4 separate regions of the Mus musculus genome follow, and regions 1, 2 and 3 are each linked to region 4. Evidence: chromatin contacts called from public Hi-C data. All regions are on one chromosome and are shown on one strand. Each heading gives the region's core, a stretch centred on a gene start, on an enhancer-like site or on the middle of the called end of the contact. The rest is flanking DNA. Distances are from core to core; before and after follow the strand shown.

Evidence for each region. Hi-C and Micro-C count contacts between places; a contact is called where the count stands out from the background.
Region 1: a contact with region 4 is called in a Hi-C map of B cells, with 5 read pairs. The contact joins the promoter of Pgrmc2 here to the promoter of Mynn in region 4. A contact is called at or near these places in 1 of 39 promoter capture datasets (pre-B cells) and 1 of 484 Hi-C or Micro-C datasets (B cells).
Region 2: a contact with region 4 is called in a Hi-C map of B cells, with 6 read pairs. The contact joins the promoter of Mtfr1 here to the promoter of Mynn in region 4. A contact is called at or near these places in 1 of 39 promoter capture datasets (pre-B cells) and 1 of 484 Hi-C or Micro-C datasets (B cells).
Region 3: a contact with region 4 is called in a Hi-C map of B cells, with 6 read pairs. The contact joins the promoter of Ythdf3 here to the promoter of Mynn in region 4. A contact is called at or near these places in 2 of 484 Hi-C or Micro-C datasets (B cells and CD4 T cells).

What each region holds. Positions count from the first base shown.
Region 1 is chr3:41,081,598-41,084,370 of GRCm38.p6, reverse strand. It overlaps Pgrmc2 (progesterone receptor membrane component 2), which reads left to right and starts at 1,325. Exons shown (of 3, transcript NM_027558.1): 1 at 1,325-1,776. The coding sequence starts at 1,377.
Region 2 is chr3:19,186,857-19,189,569 of GRCm38.p6, reverse strand. Mtfr1 (mitochondrial fission regulator 1) reads right to left here and starts at 1,460. Exons shown (of 8, transcript NM_026182.6): 1 at 1,282-1,460.
Region 3 is chr3:16,181,792-16,184,491 of GRCm38.p6, reverse strand. It overlaps Ythdf3 (YTH N6-methyladenosine RNA binding protein 3), which reads right to left and starts at 1,327. Exons shown (of 5, transcript NM_001145919.2): 1 at 972-1,327; 2 at 546-570. The coding sequence starts at 995.
Region 4 is chr3:30,600,834-30,603,533 of GRCm38.p6, reverse strand. It overlaps Mynn (myoneurin), which reads right to left and starts at 1,447. Exons shown (of 8, transcript NM_030557.3): 1 at 839-1,447; 2 at 1-30. n-TVaac8 (a tRNA gene) reads right to left here and starts at 2,264; the gene lies at 2,192-2,264.

The DNA.
Region 1 (2,773 bases), core at 76-2,575, about 10 Mb before region 4:
AAGTGCAAAGCCAATCTGGAACACACTGAACCGTCTCAAAAACAAAAAGACGGTATTTCATGACAAATTCAAATTTCGGTGTCTCTAAGTACATTTTTAATAGAAACACTATCATGCTCATTCTCTATTATTTATGTAACAGTTGGGACAGAGAGACCTTATGGCCCACAGCACCTAAATATATAATCCATTACAGAAAAAAATTTCAGCACCTTCCCCCCCCCCCCCCCCAAAAAAAAGCCACGATGAGTCTTATGTACAATGGCTGGTTTCCCATCCTTTCGAGTGTTAAAACCTCTCTAGGGAAGTTATGATCACCAGTACCGTTAGTGGGTAGGGCTCTCCTGTCCATTGACACTAAAGACAGTTACCTAAAAACTAATAGCAGCCAGAAAAGCCCATCCCTACTTTTCTATACTGTTCACGCCAAAGCCTGAGTCAGCTCCTTTCTGAGTCAGCTCCTTTATGCCGGGTAGCTCACCCCTAGGCTGCCACCATTCGTCTATACCTGTCCCCCACCCCCGGTTGTTCAAAGTTATAAGGAACTGGCCATTCCCTGGATGCATCTTCCTTCCTCACAAGCAGAGTGACAGAAGCCTGTCAAACTAGCTGAGGGCGCGAGATGGGTGGAATTCACACTGGAAAGCACTCTCGCAGGCCCCGAGCAAGGCTATGGAGCTAGAGCCACAGGCTGCTTTATCCGCGCACGCCCACCGCCGGGGAGCAAAGCGCAGAAGAGCTTGCGTCCGACTCCTGTTAGGAGCACTGCCCAAAAGCAGCGTGGGCCGGGACCCGAGTGTCCGGCGCTGCTAGGGCTAGTGCCCGAAGCCCAGCTTCACACGCGGCCCCGCAGCTCACGCTCTATTGCGGCCTCCGCCGTGCGTCGTCACAGACGCGAACCAGCCGTCTCAGAGAGAAGCCGCTTCTGGGCGCACGCGCGCGCAGCAGGGAGGGGTTGCTAAAAAGAGCCCAGCGCGTGGCGTCCCAGGGCCCGCGCACGCGCCCTGACGGCGCTCCGCCCATACGCGCGAGTACGCACGCGCACAGCCGGCTCGGCCCACCCCCCCCCCGCCCCACGCACACTCTATTTTTCTTCAGCCCCGCCCTTCCCTTACACTCCCCAGGCTGAAAGCGTTGGGGCTGTGAGAGCAGGGAAGTGTGGGGCGAGGTGGGCGGGGCGTTGCCCGCGCGCGCTGCCAGCCAGAGCCCGAGCTGCGAGAGCGAAGCCAGACAACGTTACCCAGCCAACAGCCAATAAGCAGCCGGCGCTGCCACGCCCCAGCCCCTCACGTGATTGGCTGAGCGCCGCCTGGTGGGCAGGGCCGCGGGCTTGGGGAGGGCAGGGGGCGGGAGGAGGAAGGCGCTGGCGGGCAGTGATGGCGGCGGGTGATGGGGACGTAAAGCTAAGCACCCTGGGGAGCGGCGGGGAGAGTGGCGGCGACGGGAGCCCGGGTGGCGCCGGAGCGACGGCGGCGAGGAGCAGTTGGGTGGCGGCGCTGCTGGCGACGGGCGGGGAGATGCTGCTGAACGTGGCGCTGGTGGCGCTGGTGCTGCTGGGGGCCTACCGGCTGTGGGTGCGCTGGGGGCGGCGTGGTCTGTGCTCGGGACCCGGGGCGGGCGAGGAGAGCCCGGCCGCCACGCTGCCGCGCATGAAGAAGCGGGACTTCAGCCTGGAGCAGCTGCGCCAGTACGACGGGGCGCGCACGCCGCGCATCCTGCTCGCGGTCAATGGGAAAGTCTTCGACGTGACCAAAGGCAGCAAGTTCTACGGCCCCGGTGAGGAGTGAGGGGTGTCGGGGTGGGGATCCGGGACACCCTATCCCCGCCGCGGCCCCGCTCCTGGACCGCAGCCCCGCGCACGCCCCCAGCTGCGGGCGTCGTGGGGGGCTCAGTGGCGCCCCACAGACCTGCGCTCGGCGTTCCTTGCCTTTCCCAATCCGTATCTCCTCGCAGCTTTTCCTGGGGCTGAAATTCTCAAAATTGTTAAGAGTTGTCTCTAGTCACGTTGGCGTTCAACCTTTCCTCGGAGCGTTTTGATTTCTGGGCTTTGTCGGGGCAAGAGGGCTAAAGTGGCGATCCAAAGTTTTTGGCCCAGTGTTAAGACAGCTTTCTTCTTATTCTGGGTTGTCTGTTTGACACTTGCCTACTTTTTCCCTTCTCCGGACTTGTCTGCCGAGAGTCAGGGCTAGGGACACGTAGTTTCAAGTCCCAAGCCCTGGAGCTCGGTTTCACAACCACCCCGGACTCGTTTTCATTCTTTTTCTAAAAAGTCGGTTTGGGCTCCAAGATGCTTTCCAAGATTAACAACTGTATGTAAAATGAGGACGGACCAGAACGTAAACCTTAATAAGTAAGACTGGCAAAGATATTGGCCCTGAGTGTAGGGGGTGGAGCTCATCTGCCCAGGAGGCAGGCGTGTCTCTTGTCTCCGACTCTCTCAGTCTCTCCCTCCTTCCCTCCTCTCCTTCTTTCTCTGCTAATAGTAAAATAAGTATTCAAATACCCGTTGAAAATAAATTATTGTATTTTCCCTTAGCAGAATGAGACGCCTTGGGGGGGTGAGGGGGGGCACGAACCTAGAAGCGTCGAACTTCTCGCCCCCTGCCCTGCATGTGCTGAAGGTTTTACAACTTTACTTTCAGAAAATTACGTGGAAGGTAGTTGCCGTTAGAGGCCCTTTTGCAGTGTAGTGGTAATCTATATTGCAGATTGTGCAAATAAACTTCAGACCCCGGGTATCTGTTGGTAGCCCATAAAATTGAACAACATTGTG
Region 2 (2,713 bases), core at 211-2,710, about 11 Mb after region 4:
ATGGAGCACTTCTCTCCCTAGAGTCTGACAAATGCAGCTCAACTACGAAGACCAATACATGCATGTCATTAGCAAATAAATCTTAATCCCATGTCCTTTCACGTGCTTGCTTTCGTAGAACATCCTTTCGCCTAGGTCCACTTCAGCTACATGTTCCTTCACGTGTTTAGCCCAGCAGAACACCGTACAACACAGTTTCTAAAGAACCCTTAAGTTTCCTCTTCAGTTACTAGACTTGCATTTCAATTCAAAGATTAGGGTGTTGATAGAGAGTTAGCTGCACATCGTGACTGAGACTTTTCTTAGCTCGTAAGCATTTTATAGTCAAACTCGGTTGTATATAATCGCAAACCCATTTCTATTACCTTCTTTTTAAAAATAATTTTTACCTTTTAAATGATTTTTGTGTATGTACAATATATGTGATCAATATATGTGGACACAACTTACTTTCATGTAACAAGATAGTAAGTGTCACAACTTCCTTGACTAAGTCATTGTAATGTAAAACAACTACATACACTAGGAAAAGGTGACTGGAATCGGGCGTGGTGACTGAGGCAGGAGGTTTTAGGCAGCTCAACCTAATCTACATAGTGCATTCCACCCCAGCCTAGAGTAAGGAAGACAACTCTGTCTCAAAACCAAACCAAACAAAAAAGTGAACGCTAAATTACCAAGTATCATGAAATACTCCTTAATATTCTTTTCCGGATGTGGTGAAGCAAGCTTTAAATCCTGTAGTTGGGAGGTGGAGGGGGTAGGATCCGAACTTCTATTGACCATCCTCAAGCACAAAACGAGGTTTAAGCCAGAAGAGGTTACATCAGACCAATCACAAAACAAACCATCAGGCGGAAAGAAAGGTTTGGTTAAGTTTGACTTCAGATCTCAAAGTTTCTGTAGTCTGGCTACACGCAAACTGCGCACGCTTAGAAAGTTCAGAGCTGCCAGCCGACAATGACAGGAAAGTAGGTCCAGGTAGAACAGGCTGAACGCCGTGGGCCGCCCCGTTCAGCCCGGATCCAGCGAGGGCACAACGCCGACTGCGGGGGATGGGAGCCAGGCCGGCGGCCCGCGGAGCTCAGCAGGCCAGGCGCGGGCGAGCCGGAGGGCTGCTCTCTGCTCCGGGCTTCCGCGGCCTCCCTCCCGCTCGCCGGCCTCCCGCGCCGCGCCCCGTCCCCTCCCTTGTCCACAACACGGCCTCCCGCCACCGTTCAGCTCCGGGTGGTAGCCATTCCCCACCCCGCCAACCGCTTTTCTGTCCCGGGCCCCACTCACCTCGGCTGCGCAGCAGCCCTCACCTTCGCAGCTGCTCAGCCTTCCAGATTGGCTGTCCCAGGACCTTATGCCAATCAGCCAATCCCCGCCCCTGGCCCGGCCTAGGCTGACCAGTGAACGGCTCGCTGAGGCCCGGGGGCGGGCTCAGGAGAGGCCGGCGGAAGGCGTGTCTGCTCGCCGGCCACGCCGGCTACCTGTCCCGGGCTCTGTGCGCACGCGCGGTGCCCAGTAAGGGGCGTGTGCTTGCTAGTGTGCCGCGCTTTGTCTTGGGTGCTTCTGCCCCTGTTATTTTTGTTGGTAAACTTCGCCCCTTTTGGGTGTAGGAATACCCACATTCCGAGTGAAGTCTCAAATGTGTGCCCGCTGAAAGGAGCTAGGTCCTTAGCCTAGCCTAGCCTAGCCTGTGTCGAGCCCTTCTCAACCCACGCTCTGTGGGGACTTTGTCTGCCAGGGCGATCTGTTTCGGGCCTCAAATCCCGGACGTATGTTCTGGAGGAGTGGAAGGCGCGGCTCAGAGGGAGTGAAGACTTTTCCTGCCTTCAGTTCCCCCGCCTCAAAGTCTGCCTAATTGGTGTGCGTAGTTTTTAATGAAGGGTTATTCTAGATTTCAGATAACCTAGTCATGAAAATACGATCAGTCTGTGTCAAGTTAGCTATAAGCAGCACGGTGGTGTGTGTGGGTGCGATAAAACGTGAATATGGAGGGAAAGCCTATCAGTAATTCAAGAGGCCGCTCCTACCTGGGCGTGGCGGCTCCTGCTATGTAAAACGAGTAGTTTGAAGTTGGAGGCTGGAGGATCCAGAGTTGAAGACCAGCCTATGTCCAAAACAACCTGGAAGAGGGTGGAAGAGTTGAGGTGGGAAGTGGGCAGCAGCTGTTGCTACTTCGCCTTCTCTCTTACCCTCTCATTGGAGCGCTGGTGTTCTTACCCTGGATGGCCTAAATTCCTCCTGGCTACTGCTTTGGATTTCACCTAGAGCTTCAATTCAGTTACTCAGCAACGGCTCGTTGGGAGCCCATTATGACAGTACAAAGTTGGTGGGGTTTGTTTGTTTGTTTGTTTGTTTTTTAAGCCTTGAACCACACCCTGAGTAAGCCTACCAAAAGGCAGGGAGATCAAAACAAGGTTAATTAATATATGTGACCAAGTGTTATAACGTTTTAAGTACAAAAGGGCCTGACAGGCTGTGACCAAGGCTGGGAGAGAGAAGCCTGAGAGAGCAGTTCAGGGAGGGGTGCTTGGTCTGAAGGCTGATGAAAAGACAAAAGCTGCTGAAGTGAACTGGTAGGGACCACACACCAGGGCGACCATTCCAATGATACTTGTAGGATTTACTGCTAAGCTATTAGTTGCCTCAGGATCCCTGGTCACCAGCTGTGTGACCCACAGGTGACTCTCAGCTGCCTGCCACCACACAGGCCTATGTGATT
Region 3 (2,700 bases), core at 78-2,577, about 14 Mb after region 4:
TCCTTCTCGGGCTTTTGTAAGAAACCAGATCGAGACACGCCTTCCAATCAGAGCGCTGCTGTAAGATTACATACTTGTTAGGAGTTCTATAGTGGTGTTGTCTCCTTGCAAGCAACTTCACTGATTCTATTCAGTGATTGGGGCATGATTTTCACCCAATGTGGCATAGAACGCCATGTGATTTGCCAAGTTTAAATGTAATCCCGAAATTTCAAACAGAATGCTGTTCACTTTAAAAACTTATCCAACTATACACAAATGTAGAAAAAAGTATGACCTAAGTTATGTAACAAACATAAATGGTAAACTGAAGAAATAACATTACGTTCATTGAAATACAACCAAGACAGCTGTTTCTTCTTAGTACTTCGGTTTCTACAAACCCAGGAGCTAAGTAAATGTTGTCTGTTAGCTGCGTTGGATGTTTTTCTATCCTTTATATTTAGAAAGAAGTGCAAAAACAAGAAAGAAACCGCTTACAGTTTTTTTTAAAAAAAAATCACATCAAGGGAACACCTAAGGGGAAAACAAACAAACAAACTCACCTTTATTTCCTTGCCCTTTAGGTCTCTGAAGCAAGACGACAGAGGTGGTAAAGAGGGGGAGGGGGAAGAAAAGTGCGTTAAACAGAGCCACTGCAAACAAGTTCTTCAGAACAATCCGCGTAGGTGTGAACCCCACCAGATCCTCCGCAACCTCTCCGCCCGGCCGCCTCCCGCCGCCTCTCCGCCTCGCCTCCGGCACCCGCCAGCTCCGGGCCCCGCGGCGGCCGCCGGGACCTCCGGGCCTGTGGTCACGGGCGCCGGCCGCAGACTCAGCCGCCCGCGCTCAGGCCGGCCTGGGCAGCAGCCCCGACAACCGGGACCCGCGGCGCCGTTACGGAGCTAGCGGCGGCTAGAGGAGCCGCGCCGCACGCGAGGGTGGAGCTCTGCAGCTCCGGCCTTCGCCGAGCCGGGGCCCTGCTCCCTCACCTGATCCACGCTAGTGGCTGACATTCTTCACCGTAACCCGAGAGGAACCGCCGCCGCCGCCGCCGCTGCCTGGGCCTCGCCGAGAGCACTCACAGCAGTCGACTACCGCCCTCGCGAAGCTCTGCTCCGGCCTCCGCCGCCGCCGCTCTCGCAGGCTCCAGGGAGAGGGCTCACGCTCGGGAGTCGCGGAAGGGGCCCGAGCTCGCCGCCTGCACACTGCTCGTCCCCGCTCGTCCTCCGATCCTCGGGCCCACAATGGCGGACAGGCGCCTCAGCCCCACTTCCGCTCCGGGCCGTCCTGACCTTCCGCTATCCAGTCTGACGTCCACGCACACCTCGCAGTTCCTCCCCCACTCCCGCCACGGCCTCGGGCTCCGCCCCCGCCGTGCACGTCATCGGAGAGGGGAGGGGGGCAGAGACCCGGAGGCGCAGCTGTACTTTAGACGCATGCGCGGTACCGTGAGCGTTGGGCTCGGGCGTTGTTAGCCTGGAGGCTACAGAAGCGGTCCAGCAGCGCCTGTCCGCTCAGCCACCACCGGGCGTGCGTGCGTGCGTGCGGGGTGCGGGAGCACGCTCTCAATGAATGCTTTCTAACTCTCTACTGGGATGGGGTTGGTTTTTATTGAATAAAATAGCCTTCGGAAAGAGAAACAGTTGCAAGACTGCTGCCCCTCCCGAAAAAAAGAAAATGTTAAAATGTCCCTAGAAACTGGTAATGTTACTTTCTTACCTGTTGGCAAAAACAAAGAAAGTCAGTCCAATTATAATTTTGGCATTTTTATTGAATTTCCTTCCCAAGTAAGATTTCTTTACAGGTGTGGTGTAGTGTGCATTCCTAACTAGCCAAATCCTTTTAAAACCTCCCAGTTTAAGTGCTAACCTATGAAGCAGGAAATTAGGAAAATCACAGTTTTCTATATGTAGTACCACAATATTTTAGAATCACTGTGTCAAGATTGCTTCTCATGCAAATCCTCAAAAGGCAATTTTAGGTGTGGTCAACCCAAATCCCTTTCTCTTGTGTTCCTTCTGTTCGGACCCTGAGCTGCAAATCAGTCCATTTCCCAAGGTCCCCCTTATTCTACATTGCTCTACCTAGCTCCCACTCCCAAAAACATTTTTGGTTTTCAAGGAGTTTGTCGGAAGAGGAATTGAGGCTGGAAAGTTGAAAGTGCATAGCGAAAACTAATAGAAAAGGCTTGCAGGCCTTGACTTTACTCCTATCTGAGAAGCATGGCTTTGGAATTCCACGAATCTCAGTTTGAATTCTTACCTAGCAATGATTAGTTTATAACCTTGGAGAAGTCTCTTAACCTAAACCTTGGCGTCATGAGTAAACTAAGGCCTGACATACATAATCAGCCACTTCTTGTTTCTTCACTGAGTGAGTCCCCGCATCAAAACTGTAACTCAGTGAGTACTCCTGAAATGTCAGGCAATATAATTGATTAAATAGTCACAGTATCTTGTGTGATAACTGCTGCTACAAAAATTGAAGGCTGGGTGAGGGAGCACATACCTTTAAACTCAGCACTTGAGGGTGGATCTCTGTGAGTTTGAGGCTAGCCTGATCTATATGAGTTCCAGGACAGCCAAGGCTACGTTTCAAAAATTAAAAATTTTTTAAAACCTCATTCTGTAGCCGAGGCTGTCCTCGAACTCAGAAATCAGCCTGCCTCAGCCTCCGAGTGCTGGGATTAAAGGTATGCGCCACCACTGCCTGGCTCCA
Region 4 (2,700 bases), core at 198-2,697:
TTGCTAGCAGAATGGGATTTCACCCTTGATCTAAAAAAGACAAGAAGAGACGGTGAACTGATAGCCGTAAGCTTTCATCAAACATTCACCCATGCAGCGGTAAGGGAGTGTGGGACAAAAGACTAAACCCAAAGAACACAGCTCTTCCTTTGCCTCCCAACCCCCAAAAGCCTCATCGAACACTCGTGGTGATTAAATGCTTTTCTTTGTTTTACTGCACTAGAACACTAATGCAATAAAAGGCAGTGAAAAAAACAAAAACAAAAACAACAACAACAAAAAAAAACATGTCACAGTTGTAAACAGGGCCGTAAAATCCTAAGCTTCTAGAGTTGACCCCTCAAACTTTTAAGCTCCAACAGGCATCTTTACCTGAAGGTGCTTAAACAAATAGACTAAGAAAAGCCTCCTTGAAACAGGATAAGAACACGATACGAGTTGTTCCCATTGCTCTCTGATCACTGAACCCTGTAAGCAGAGATGGTGAGGTTCCAAGCTCCAGGCAAGTGCAAGGGGGCGGGAACGCCCCGACCCGCTGTGTCAAAGGTTCCATCACTCTCCGGAGGAGGACACACCCCTTGCCTGCCCGCTGCTTGCTTGGCAGCGGCGGAGGGCGACAGTCCTAGCCAGTCCCCGGCCACCGCTGCCTTGCACTCCCAGCTTGCACTCCCGCGAGTTCCCACGGCACCGGCCATGACTACATATACCGCGGACGCTGCCTCTGCCTAGACACCCTCCTCCGCCCCGAATCGCGCTCGATCTCCGAGGCGCCGGACCACATAAGACCCCGGGATCCCAGAACGCAGGGACGACAGGCCAGACAGAGGGCGGCACTCACCCGTAGCCGCCCAAGGGAAACAGTTTCTTCACTCTCTCACCGCCATCTTGGGAGGACGTCACTGCGACGCTCCGCCTCTCCCTTCCTCCTCTGCGATAGCGTCACGTCCGGGTGTGTGGTCCATTGGGGACACCGGAGATAGGACGCTAAAAGTCTACTAGGGCCGGCGAGCTGGGTCTCAGAGCCCTGACTTCCCGGCATGCCCAGGTCTCCGGATCACACCTCCTTGCTCACTCGCATCCGGTGCGAGCTGCTCACCTTGTCAGCCCGCAGCTGTCGGCCCAGATTCTGGATGGAGACCGGGCTTGAGTGCAGAGCCGGCCTCTCCGGGAACCGCGCTGCGCGCTGCATGCTGGGAGTTGTAGTTCTTTTCCTCGCCTGTCATCCTGTCTTCATTAGCGCCCCTCCAGTGGAGATGACTGTGTTGTGCACCCTGGTTCTTGACCGGGGCGAGTGGGAGGGATATGCTTAAGTCGAGACCAATCACTCCTTCCTCTTTTGCATATCCGAAAGCTCTTGGGACCCCCAGAATTCTGTTTGAACCGGCTCACCAAAGCTCATCTACCAGAATGCCCTTACCTGGCAACAGAGATGAGATGTTCGAAAGCAAAGCAAAGCAGCAGGGCACACTGGGCATGCGCAACGTGGGAGGAAGGTGGGCTTTCTACCGGAAAAGGTTTTCCTACGTCTGAACCAGAATAATTTTAGCACAGTTATTTACCTCGAAATCAGAGTTAGTGCAGTAAAGGGAGAAGAGCAAAGTTAAGTTTTGATGTGTTCTTCCCTAGAACCTGCGGACGTCATAAATCTTAAAAAGCACAACTGAAACGTTTGTTGGTATAAGTTACGTTTATGCTTTTTAAGGAATTTACCTGTGACTTTATTTAAAAGACAGTCTCAAAAACTCTGAGAGTTTTTTCCATACCGGAATCTTTTTGCTTATATCTCTGTGAAGAATTTGTGAATAAAACCACGAGTCGTTTTTATAAGAAAAATGTTGAGGCTACTTTTTTATATGTCTGAGTATAAATTTCTTTTTAATTTCATCTTTTTGTCAAACCCTTTCGATAATGTGTTAATTCTGAAATATTTAGTGAAGTTGACATATAAATTAAGAACAAAATTTAGCCTGACAGGAGGGGGGGGAAATGGAATCTCGAGGGGAGAAAACTGAATACAGACATGCTTCAGAGGCTAGAGATTGGGAGAATGCCTTCTAGAATCAGTAGCTACCTACTTCATCAGCCCTTTTTGTTGCTGCTCTCGTCTGTGTGTTGGGGCGTTTGTTATCAACATTAAAACAGCTGATTCAAGGTCGTTTCTTTAATGGGCGGGTTACCGTTTTAAAAGATATGTTTCCGCCCGGTTTCGAACCGGGGACCTTTCGCGTGTTAGGCGAACGTGATAACCACTACACTACGGAAACTTGGTTGCACTGGTGTGTTGAAATGTTCTTCTTATGTGATGTCGTCATATACGTTTCACACCTGTTTAAGGTTTATGCATTTTTCAATGAGGAGAGAGAAAAAATATTAACAAAGCACAGTTAACTTAACAGGCTGAGACTATTTAAAAGTTTGAACTTGTTTGCAATTTCTTTTTCTCCCTTCCTTCCTTTCATTCATTCTGTCTTTTTCTTGTTTTGCTAAGCCCGGCGGGTACACCACTAGAGACCAGCAGGCACACTTAGTTCCTGGCCGAATTTCATTTTTTTTCTCATTTTAGACAGGTTATGCTTTCCTCCAGCTGGGAAGCAGCGGCGCGCTGTAGCCAGGGCCTGTGATTTGGCGCAGTACAGTGCTTTGGCGGGTTTTGGTGGAAGCACGTGTAAATTACCCTTTTCCCCATCCTGCTTCGAAACC